2 separate regions of the Xenopus laevis genome follow, and region 1 is linked to region 2. Evidence: chromatin contacts called from public Hi-C data. All regions are on one chromosome and are shown on one strand. The core of a region is the stretch at or near the end of the contact, and the rest is flanking DNA. Distances in the headings are between cores, read along the strand shown.

Region 1 (5,129 bases), core at 1,863-4,362, 200 kb after region 2:
AGCATAATCTTCTGGAATACAATTAATCATTTAACCAATTACTCTCATTATGCTTTAGGTGCCAATTTGTTTATTTTAGGTTATTAACTGCCAGTCACCCCTTAACTGTACTGACAGCTCCTTCATCAGGTAAAATGACAGTTAAGTGCAAATTACTCAAGGAGTGGATTTTTGCCTTACCTGGTAACTGGCCACTAACTGCCAGCTGTTCACTTTGCCTCATGGCAGGTGCAGCCCTGGTGTCACCTCTGGCATGTGGAATTAATAACAACATTTGTTTCTGATTCACTGGGTGCTAGTCAGTTGAGGATATTGCTAAGGGAGCCTAGAAATACTTGCAGGTTTAGGCAGGCAAAAAGTCCAGGTTTGCTTTGTGTCAATGAGTGCTTTTGTGCACTATGTATCAGAGCCCTATCTAGATTAAGGTCAGGCAAGTGCAAGAGTTTAATATACAGAGCTATATTCTAAGCTGCAATTGGTCTTCATTTTTTGTGATTTATGATTATGAACTATTAAATCTCCCCAGTTTAAAACTTCAGAACTTGTTGGGGTCCAGTTTACCCTAGCAACCAGGCAGTGGTTTGCATGGGAGACTGGAAGAATAGCAAAGGGCCTGAATAGAATTAGAAGTGATAAAAAGTAACAATAACATTGTTGCCTCATCCATTGATCATCCATAGAGTCCATTCTTAAAAGTTACTTGCACCAATTCACCCCCTCCTGCCTGCTTGGCCCAAATTAAGATTTGAATAGGCCCAACCAGCCCCCCACCAGCCCCCCCACCAGCCCACTAAATAGTCACTGTCTATGGCATCTTACAATAGCCATCAGGGGGGACAGGGGGTACAAGTGTACCAGGCCCGGGCCTGAAGGGGGGCCTGGCAGTGCTGAACTTTTTGAAAGAGCCGGGTCCCCCTTGACAGCGCCAAGCCTTGCCGCCTCCTTCCGAAGTCCTGACAGCTGAAATGTGGAAGTGCTGAAAGTCCCGAAGTCCTGAAAGGGCAAAAAGACCCGCCACAAAAATAGCCGAAGCCAAAGTTCCGAAGCGGTGAAAAAACCCAAAGTCACGAAAACATCCGAAGTTGAAGTCCTGAAGAGGTGAAAAGATCCCAAACTCACGAAAGGAGACAAAGCTGAAGTCCTGAAGTCAATTCCTCTAAACACCAATATGTGTTTTTTTAAATTTTTTTAATCCCCTGGCCACCAATGTAATATTTTAATACTCTATAGGCCCCTGCCACCAATGTTTTTTTTTAAAAATATTCTTTGGGGCCCCAATTTTTTGTTAACTTGTAAGGGGGGCCCTGGTGCCAATGTTCTTTTAAAAATATTCGTGGGGCCCCAATTTTTTTTAACTTTTAAGGGGGGCCCTGGCACCAATGCTTTTTTTTTTTTTTTTTTTTTTTTAACTTTTATGGGGGGGCCCTGGTGCCAATGTTTTTTTTAACTTATAGGGGCGCCCTGGTCCCCAATAGCTTTTTATAACTTGTGTGTGTGGGGGGGGGGGGTTACCTTTTTTAACGCTGATGTCTGTGTGGTCTTTTAACTGTGATGTGGAGTGGGCGGGATCTGGGGTATTCAATTCTAGTTTAAGAAATAATCAAGTTACTCTTCAGCATCTCACTCTCCACAACCTCACACTCTTCATGCTGAGGTCTGGGTCAGATTTTGACAGGTAAGTCTAATACATCTTTTAGGAGGGCTCCCTTTCTTAGCTGAATAACTCAAATAACCAACTCCAGCACAAACAAAAGGTAATAGCATACTGTGGCAAACACCCTACACGCAGAGACATCAGAGCCAGTTATTTTAAAAGAGTGAACACCTAAAGGATGTATTAGACCTAACTGCTAATCAAAAACTCACTCCAACTACTGCATAAAGACAGAGAGACAGGTTGCTCAGAGAGGGAGGGTGAAGAGTAACTTGAGTAACAGAATTTTTTAATTAATTATACAGTATTTAGAACGTTTCTTATTTTAGCAAGATGAACCTTATATCACATTTTAATTTTTGCAAAAGATCCCCTTTAAGTAGTGCCTAATAAGGAGTGTTCCATTTACATACCTATTCAGCGACCACATCATCAAAGACATCAGTCTATGCCTCCACTTATCTTCTTGTAAGGAGATTATAAAACAATAAAAGGTCCATGGCTGGTATGACACAGTGACTGTAAAACACCCAGAGAGAAGGTATGCCACTCCCAGAATGCTGTATAACACGGGGCAGATGTGGAAAAACTGCAGAAGCCAGTACAGGTACAATTAATGAACAAAGGGAAGGGCTGTCATTGGGTCATCTCTCTATCCAGGAAGTAGGAACCAAACAAGTGAAGAGACAAGCCTATGCCTGAGCCTGAGAACTGAAAGAAAAGAAAACCACTAAAATACTTACCTACTAGCCGAGGATGAGTAGAGTATAACAGTGCTTTATTAGGAGGCTCTCAAGCAGCCATCACACAACAGTAAGCTTAAACTCTAAGAGTGGAGGTGTTTTTTCCCATTGGACTACCTGAGGTCTCTTGGTTAGGAAGTCCAGGATCCAGTTGCAGATAGAGATGTTCAGGCCCAGCATGCTCATCTTAACACTCAAGTGCTGAGGAATGATTGTATTGAATGCTGAGCTGAAGTCTATGAACAGCATATGTACATATGTGTCTTTATTGTCTAGATGGCTAAGTGACAAGTGCAGGATAGTGGCGATGGCATAAACCCCTTTAAAGAATGGATATTTAAATAATTTTGCCCAGGGTTCTTTTCTCTGAGAGGAGTGAGGCTTTTCTAGTCATGGATTTGTAGCTGTGCAGCTAGGTACTATTAATGCAAATCTGACAATGAAACTACTGTTTCAATGCCTTGTGTTTTCCCTAGATCCCTAGATAATATTGTGATTAAAATAATAACAGAGTTATGATTTACAATGTTTAGAAAGGATTTGGGTGACCTATTCAAAACAATAAAGGAATAAAACACAAATTGGAGGGGCCAGTTCCTACAATTATGTGTTTAGTTAATAAAGTGCACGCTTATTTAAACAAATGATGCAATTAGTCTTAGGACGGCTGTTTCCTATAAACTTTCAGGAAGTGCAAACATTGTCTAAACTCAAAGTACAAAGTTTGCCTATGAGACAAGAGCTTATTCCTGTCACTGACAAGCCACCTACTTTACTCGTAAGGAAACGGGGACCCGTAGAAAAAAAGGCTCTTCACAGTCCAACCTCATCCACCCTTGAGTCACAATCTGTGTTTCCTGCTTCTCACAGATATCAACAAGGAAGGCACCACAGCAGCAGGGAGAAGAGCGGTGGAAGCCACATAACAGCATGCCTTGTGCTGAGACATACAAGAGCATTTTCTTAGCTGTGGCATTCATGGTATATTTGCTGGCTGGGGCACTTGTATTCCAGGTGCTGGAAAAAGAAGCAGAAGATACAGCAAAAACTGACACAGAGCGCCATAGACTGGACTTCTTGAAGAATTACACATGCCTCACAAAAGAAGCCTTGGATCATCTAGTTCATGTAAGAAACATGTTTACAAAAGCTCTAAACAGATATTGTTTCTGGGCTCAGTAATGTGGGATAGGAGCAGATATCACAATTATACATAGTGCAAGTACGGTCAAAGACCAAGATTTTAAAGAGGCAGCTTAGTTCAAAATGATTTACTAACATTTTATATCATTTCCTTCTGTGAATTTGAGCAAAATAGTTTTTTTTGTAAATGTGAATATTTTTCCCATTTATGAAAAGTTACATTTATACTAGAACAAATTCTCTCAATGTTTTTTTTTATGATTTGTTTTTGTGTAGTTCACTATTTTCCTAAATGGCTCACCTTCATATTAACTTTTAGTATATTATAGACTGGCCTATTCCTAGGAACAAGCACTTGGTCTTCATTATTTATTTTTTGTTGAAATAGTCCTTAATAAGTTTAACATTATAAAGAAGTCAGGAACAGTGCACTTAGAGAAGCCAACAATCATTTCAAGTCAAAAATATAATTTCACAGTTCCCTCAGGGCATAAGGGGAGGAGAGTCTGGTGGAGTGTTAGTAGGGATAAATATCTTGAGACAAGGGATCTGGCAACCCCATAAAGTGAATATGCTAGGTAATAGTAATTTTCATTATTTTTTATAATTTTTCAATGATTTGCCTTCTGTCTCTTTACATCTTTCAAATGGAAAAAACCTGCAAAAAGCTGTTGCTTTGTGTGGCTATTTTTTATTGTTATTATTACTTTTATTACTTAACTGTTAACTTCATATTCAGCCCCTCGCCTATTCATATCATTCAAACCATGGTCTGGTTGCTAGGGTAAATAAGGCCTTAGCAACAAGATAGCCGCTGAAATACCCAACTGGGGAGCAGCTAAACTTAAACCTAAATAGCTGAAAAGCTACAAAAGATAAAAAATGAAGACCAGCAAATTGTCTCTACATAATATAATGAATTAGTTTAAAGACGAAACCCCCACCTGAAAGTGTTTAGGTGCTATAGCAAACATTTTTGCTAGTTTTTTTATTTGTGATTTTTTTTAATGAAAATGTATGATTAATTTCTGCATGTGAGAAAATATTTTTGCATTCCTGTAAATGTGGGATAGAAATATTTGCAAATAATAGCAAAAAAACATACAAAAAAGGCAGAGAACGTGTACAGGATTGTTCGGAATCTTAGGAAACTCTTCCTATAGTGTGGTTTAGACAGGAGTAATCAGATAGTGACTAGTGATAGTAGTGCTATATTGGATTTATGATCAAATGACACGTTACAAGTGTGCAAGTAATAAAGTACCTTGGTAACAGTGATAGTAATATTGCCTTATCTAATGTACGTTATAAAAAACAAACACTGAGTCAATGAAGACACAACTTCAGGACAGTCACATTTATGACTTTAAGGTCATATATAGACAATTGTTTCTAAGCACAGAACAAATCTGGTTAATATTAACCTATTACTGTTCTCAATGTAATTACTTGTCACATGGTTTTGTATTGGTTTCACTTTTATTGAATCTGTTCACTAATGACTTAAGCTGGCCATAGGAGCAAAGATCCGATCATATGAATCAACGTACGATCGGACTTTCCCATCTCCCGACCCTCCACTAACCATT
Region 2 (5,229 bases), core at 2,450-4,949:
TCATATTTTTGTATGTCCGGTTCTTTCTTTATTTGTATAAAAACCCAGTGAGTCCTGGGCCTCATGGGTGCCACTAACCCAGATCTGCTCCCCACCAAAAAATTGTGGGCGCTCCCCCCTTCATGGAGTGGGGCTGGGTAAGCTGAGGAGCTTGCGAATGGGTTGGGGGCCCTTGAAGTAGCAACCCCTGATGGCTCCCTACACACCCCAGTCTGACACTGATTTTGGGCATGTAGAGAGACCATGTATATTTCTTGACAACACATCAAATACTGTGCCATTATATTTTTTAAAGCCTTATACACGGCTCTCCATCCTATTTTTAAGGGCACTTAAATTATTAAAGGAGAAGGAAAGTCGTTTTGCTCTAGGGGGTGCCAAATGTTAGGCACCTCAAGTGAATGTATTTACTTACCTGAAACCCCAGGCCGGAGCTCCTATCGGCAGAAAACTGCACCGCCGGGATTATTCCAGCGAGCACCACAGATCGCTCCTCTTCGGTGAAGTTTTCTGCTGATAGGAGCACCGGCCCGAGGTTTCAGGTAAGTAAATACATTTACTAGGGGGTTCCTAACATTTGGCATCCCCCAGGTGCTAAACAACTTTCCTTCTCCTTGTGTTGGTGTTTTAAATGTGTGTGATTATTAAAGGTTGTGGTCTCTGTGCCTCTTCTATTTTGTTTAGATCTGACCACATATAATGAGTGGAATCCAAAAGTATCCCTTCTGTGTATTATATATATATATAGTGAATAAAGTACCCCCTCTTGTAAAATATAAGGATATTATAAGTTACCGAGGAGTTTCATGACCATATAAAAACACGAGGCCGAAGGCCGAGTGTTTTTATACAGGTCATGGAACTCCGAGGTAACTTCTAATATCCTCATATTTTGCAACTGGGGATACTTTATTTATTATAATACACAAGTTTCAGTGAGTCATGTGACAGAAATGACATCACTACTCACCGTTTATAACTGATGACATCTGAACTCACCGTTTATAAGAAAATAATTTACAAGATATTCATGGCTTTTGTGTATTATATAATATTATTTACTACTAGTAAATCTTTTTTGAATCATTAGGAAAATGCTAGAAGGGCTACACGTGAGCGTCTGGAAGAAGAAACAATAAAGACCAGCAAATTGCGGTACAGAATGCAACACCTCCCAAGAATAATAACAAAGGAGATAGAAGGTGATGGTACTTTTATGCACTGGTGTGTGTTATGTGTCTGAACCTCTCTCAGTGTTCTATGGGGATCAGTAAGGTCAAACAATAAGAAAACATCTCCTCTTATGTTCAGTATGTTTCCTCAGTGTTGTCTTTACTGTAACAATCAGCCATGCCTCCAGCCTTTTCTAAGGGTTTGGTTATATGTTATTCCCAAGGTATGGCTCTTTATTTGATTATTTGTGTTTTAGAGGCAGTTTTAAGTGCACGACTATTGAATGCATCAGAGCTACAGCAGCTGCAAAGTGAGTTAACAAACAAAATACTGGATCTGGAACATGCTGCTTGGAGACAAACTGAGCTTGAAGAAAGGAATTTGTCCCTTAGGTATATTTTGTTTCTTCCTCAAATGTATCACAACAGAAAATGTATGGAATTGTGATCCATGTATTGTTGTAATCTTGCTATCTAAGATAGCTAAATATGACTGAGAAAAGTGAAAATTACAGTTACGTGTATCTAATTGAGTGTTTTGTCTCATTACCTAGAGCTGCTGAAGTTTTTTTTTTATTTTTTGTATCTACTATGGTTGGTTTTATTTTTGTGCATTTTTATGGATAGTTGATGGATCCCTGTGATTTGGGGCATGCAAAAAGAATCCTCTCTATCAATTCCAGTTCCAATTAGTGTGTAGTTTATTATACAATTATATACAGCAGTGATCCCCAACCAGTAACTCGTGAGCAACATGTTACTCTCCAACCACTTTGATGTTGCTCCAAGTGGCTTCAAAGCAGGTGCTGATTTTTGAATTCCAGGCTTGGAGACAAGTTTTCTATTGCATAAAAAAAACACATATTTTGCCAAACAGAGTCTCAATGTAGGTTGACAATCCACATAGACTAGCAAATGGCCAATCACAGCACTTATTTGGCACTCCAAGAACATTTTTCATTCTTGTGTTGCTCCCCAATTCCTTTTACTTCTGAATGTTGTTCAAGGGTTCAAACGATTGGGGACCCCTGATATACAATATGTGCTGATCATTTATATACCAGTAGATTTAAGTCTGTACTTTTAATGTTAGCCTTTACACCACTGTAATTATTGTCTCTTGTTATCAGCACCACTACCATCTATCAATGCATTTTCAAGATGCTTATTTTCTATGAAAGGAATTTAGTAATTTTTTTTTTATTTAGACCTTTTATTTTTTGCCACAGACGTTGGTGAATGAGACATTGGAGAAAAACTGCCAATGTTTATTGTGATCCATAGCACCCAAACATATGTTTACTTTCATTATTTTTACTGCACTAAACAAACACCCACAACAAATATCTATCGGCATTAGATTACAGAAACATATATTTTTTGGCTTACATACAAATGTATAGTATTACCTGGGAAATGTTTTTTGTAAATCCATGTGCAAAGGATTTTATTATTGCCCTGGCCATTGATTCGTATTGAATAATAAAATGTGTTATTGTTTTCATATCCTAGTCAGCAGGGTAAAATAATGGGGGAGGCGTACCAACAAGCCGTTGATATACTTAACCAGCAGATGGCAGAGAAGGCTCACCTAAACATTGTAGTAAATAATACTCACGTGAAATGTAAAGAAGCCCAAGATGCAGTTATTGAATACAAAAACCGAACTGAAGACCTGGCAGAAGACATGATAACTGAAAGAGAAATATTTTTGGAGGAGAAAAGCCACTTGATTGATGAGGTGCTACTGCTTATCTTTATATACTGTACATATATTTTGCAAGATATGAATTTTTCTATACAGTATATGTTCCGAGAGAAATGTTTTGAGTAATAACATTGTATATAGCACTTTTGCAATATTGGTATAACATAGCCATCTTTCTTTTTAAAGACCAGTGTCTTGTATATTTTGCTTCAGAATAATGTTTTTTTTCATTTTGCATAGAAGGGTAATATTTCCTGGATCTCTCAATTTTCCACTGATGTGGATTAGAGGAAAGATAAACACAGCTTATTTGTAGGTGTATTATTCCTGCTCACTGTGCAATAATGATCAGGAGCATTGTGAATGAAATACAATATGAATTCTAGTGCATCCATATAATTGTCTTGTTTCACATCTACCCATAGAGACTTAATCACTTCTAATGGATTATGCACAATTCTCTGTTTATTATACACACTCTGCCTTACTTGGATATATAAGTAAACGTAAAGTAACCTGCCATTTTAATATGCTTCATGTTGCAGATTGAAGAGACAGAGATAAAAATAAGGATCCAAGAAGAACAAAACAATGAAAAAAACAAAATTTATGTCCGCCTGACCTCCGTGCTATTTAAAGAGGAGGAAAAGATAAGCAAGGAAAAAGAGGTAGAGAAAACATGTTTTTCTAAAGCTTCTTGGCATGATTTTCTTTACCAGTAACACTTTACTAAACTAATCTTGTCCAATACAATTTCTGTTAGTTTAGGACCTGAAAAAGCAGGCCAAGAATCGGCCCCTACATTGACATCGGCCTTCTTCTCTGCCTGCACCCAGAACCGTTGCGTTAGCCCAAGTGCAGGCACAAGTGGTGGATTCTAAGGGGCTGATTCTCGGCCTGTGTGTTTCAGCTGCATGTGGCATCACCCCAAGGCTTGGCAACTCCAACCGTAATAAACTTTCTTCAGCAACAATTATTTCTGTTATCCCACATCTTTTATCCCTAAAGATTAGTTCTTCCTACTCTATAGGTTTTCTAATACCTGTTATACTGTAATCCTGTAAGTGCTTTTTATGTAACAATACAGTTGGCAGTATCGCCTATAAACTCATGCATTTGATAAACAAAAATACATAAAGAAAAACCCACAATTCATACCATATCAAATGGCATCAGACTTCATCTGATGAAGTGCCAAAGGCACAAAACATACTAGGAGGGAGGAACTTAGAGACCATGGAACACCAGGATACCTCTGTTTGGTATGAACTTTTTAAATAGTTTTATTTGTGGTCTAAATAAACATTTTTATGCTTGGCAATGACACTTGTTTGGATTGCTATATTGTATATTCAGGGTCAGAGGCAGTATCTTGAACATTAACTATATGGCTTACTCCTAATTATTTACTGTGATTGTTAACTGGTTCTTTTTTACGCATATTTTAATAATAAGCCACTCAAATTAGCTTTTTTGTTCTCTTATAACCACGAGTCAATGATGACTGTTTCTAAAAATGCTAATAGCAAAAATAGTGCACAAAATGTAATGCTGCTTGTGGTCAAGGTGACTCACTGCATTTTGATTGCCATTACCCTTTTACAGTCAGGCCCGGACTGGCCATCTGTGGGTTCTGGCAAATGCCAGAGGGGCTGCTATAAGGTGCCATAGAAAGTCAGTATTTAGTGGGCTGGTGGGGGCTGTTTGGGTCTCTATGTGGGCTGAGTGGGCCTCTGTGTACCTGAAATGCCAGGGCCTAATTTAATTCTCAGTCCGGACCTGTTTACAGTAATCCATATATCTTATGTGTTTACATGTCTCGGCTGTCCTGAAAGTTTCTTAAAATGTTTAAACCAAGTGCTGTATTTCTCTTTACTAACAGATTATTCTTGGCATAAAAGATGAGATATTACTTTTACAAGCCTTGCACGCCCGACTAACAGAAAAGCTGGATGCCAAGAGACAGGAGTCCCAGAATCTGGCACAGAAAATGTGAGAATATAACCTATACTGATGTTAAACCAAGCACTTAGATATTTAGGTTATAGGGTATTATAAAATATTAGCTTATTAATATCTAGAAGGTGTTCTTCCAGATGATTGGTAAGCCAGCTAATGGAAATAAATAGAAGAGGTCTTAATTAAAAACATAATAATATTAGGGATCCACCAAAACCACTTTTTCCAGATTCAGGCAAATACCGTTTTTCCAAAGTGAATCCCAAAGCAAACCGAACCCTAATTTGCATATACAAATGAGAATAATTCAGGAGGAGAGAAAATGCACTTGCAAAAAAATAGCAGCAATGTGCTAAATCACATAATCATGTCATGTGATTTTAAGGGTTT

The links. Hi-C and Micro-C count contacts between places; a contact is called where the count stands out from the background.
Region 1: a Hi-C map of the XL177 cell line shows a contact between it and region 2, with 5 times the contacts expected there. The contact joins the promoter of XB5727110.L here to the enhancer-like site in region 2. A contact is called at or near these places in 2 of 4 Hi-C or Micro-C datasets (the XL177 cell line and the XTC cell line).

Annotation. Positions count from the first base shown.
Region 1 is chr8L:94,529,872-94,535,000 of Xenopus_laevis_v10.1, forward strand. It overlaps XB5727110.L (potassium channel subfamily K member 16), which reads left to right and starts at 3,113. Exons shown (of 5, transcript XM_018230830.2): 1 at 3,113-3,525. The coding sequence starts at 3,328.
Region 2 is chr8L:94,326,187-94,331,415 of Xenopus_laevis_v10.1, forward strand. It overlaps ccdc175.L (putative leucine-rich repeat-containing protein DDB_G0290503), which reads left to right. Exons shown (of 21, transcript XM_018230673.2): 4 at 1,091-1,202; 5 at 1,430-1,565; 6 at 2,685-2,913; 7 at 3,426-3,548; 8 at 4,763-4,872. The coding sequence starts at 1,163. Among protein-coding and RNA genes, the nearest start is that of ccdc175.L, 8.5 kb to the left of the region's middle. Within about 2 kb of position 3,700, at least 1 of the 7 cell types and tissues checked has an H3K27ac peak or open chromatin away from gene starts, as enhancers often do.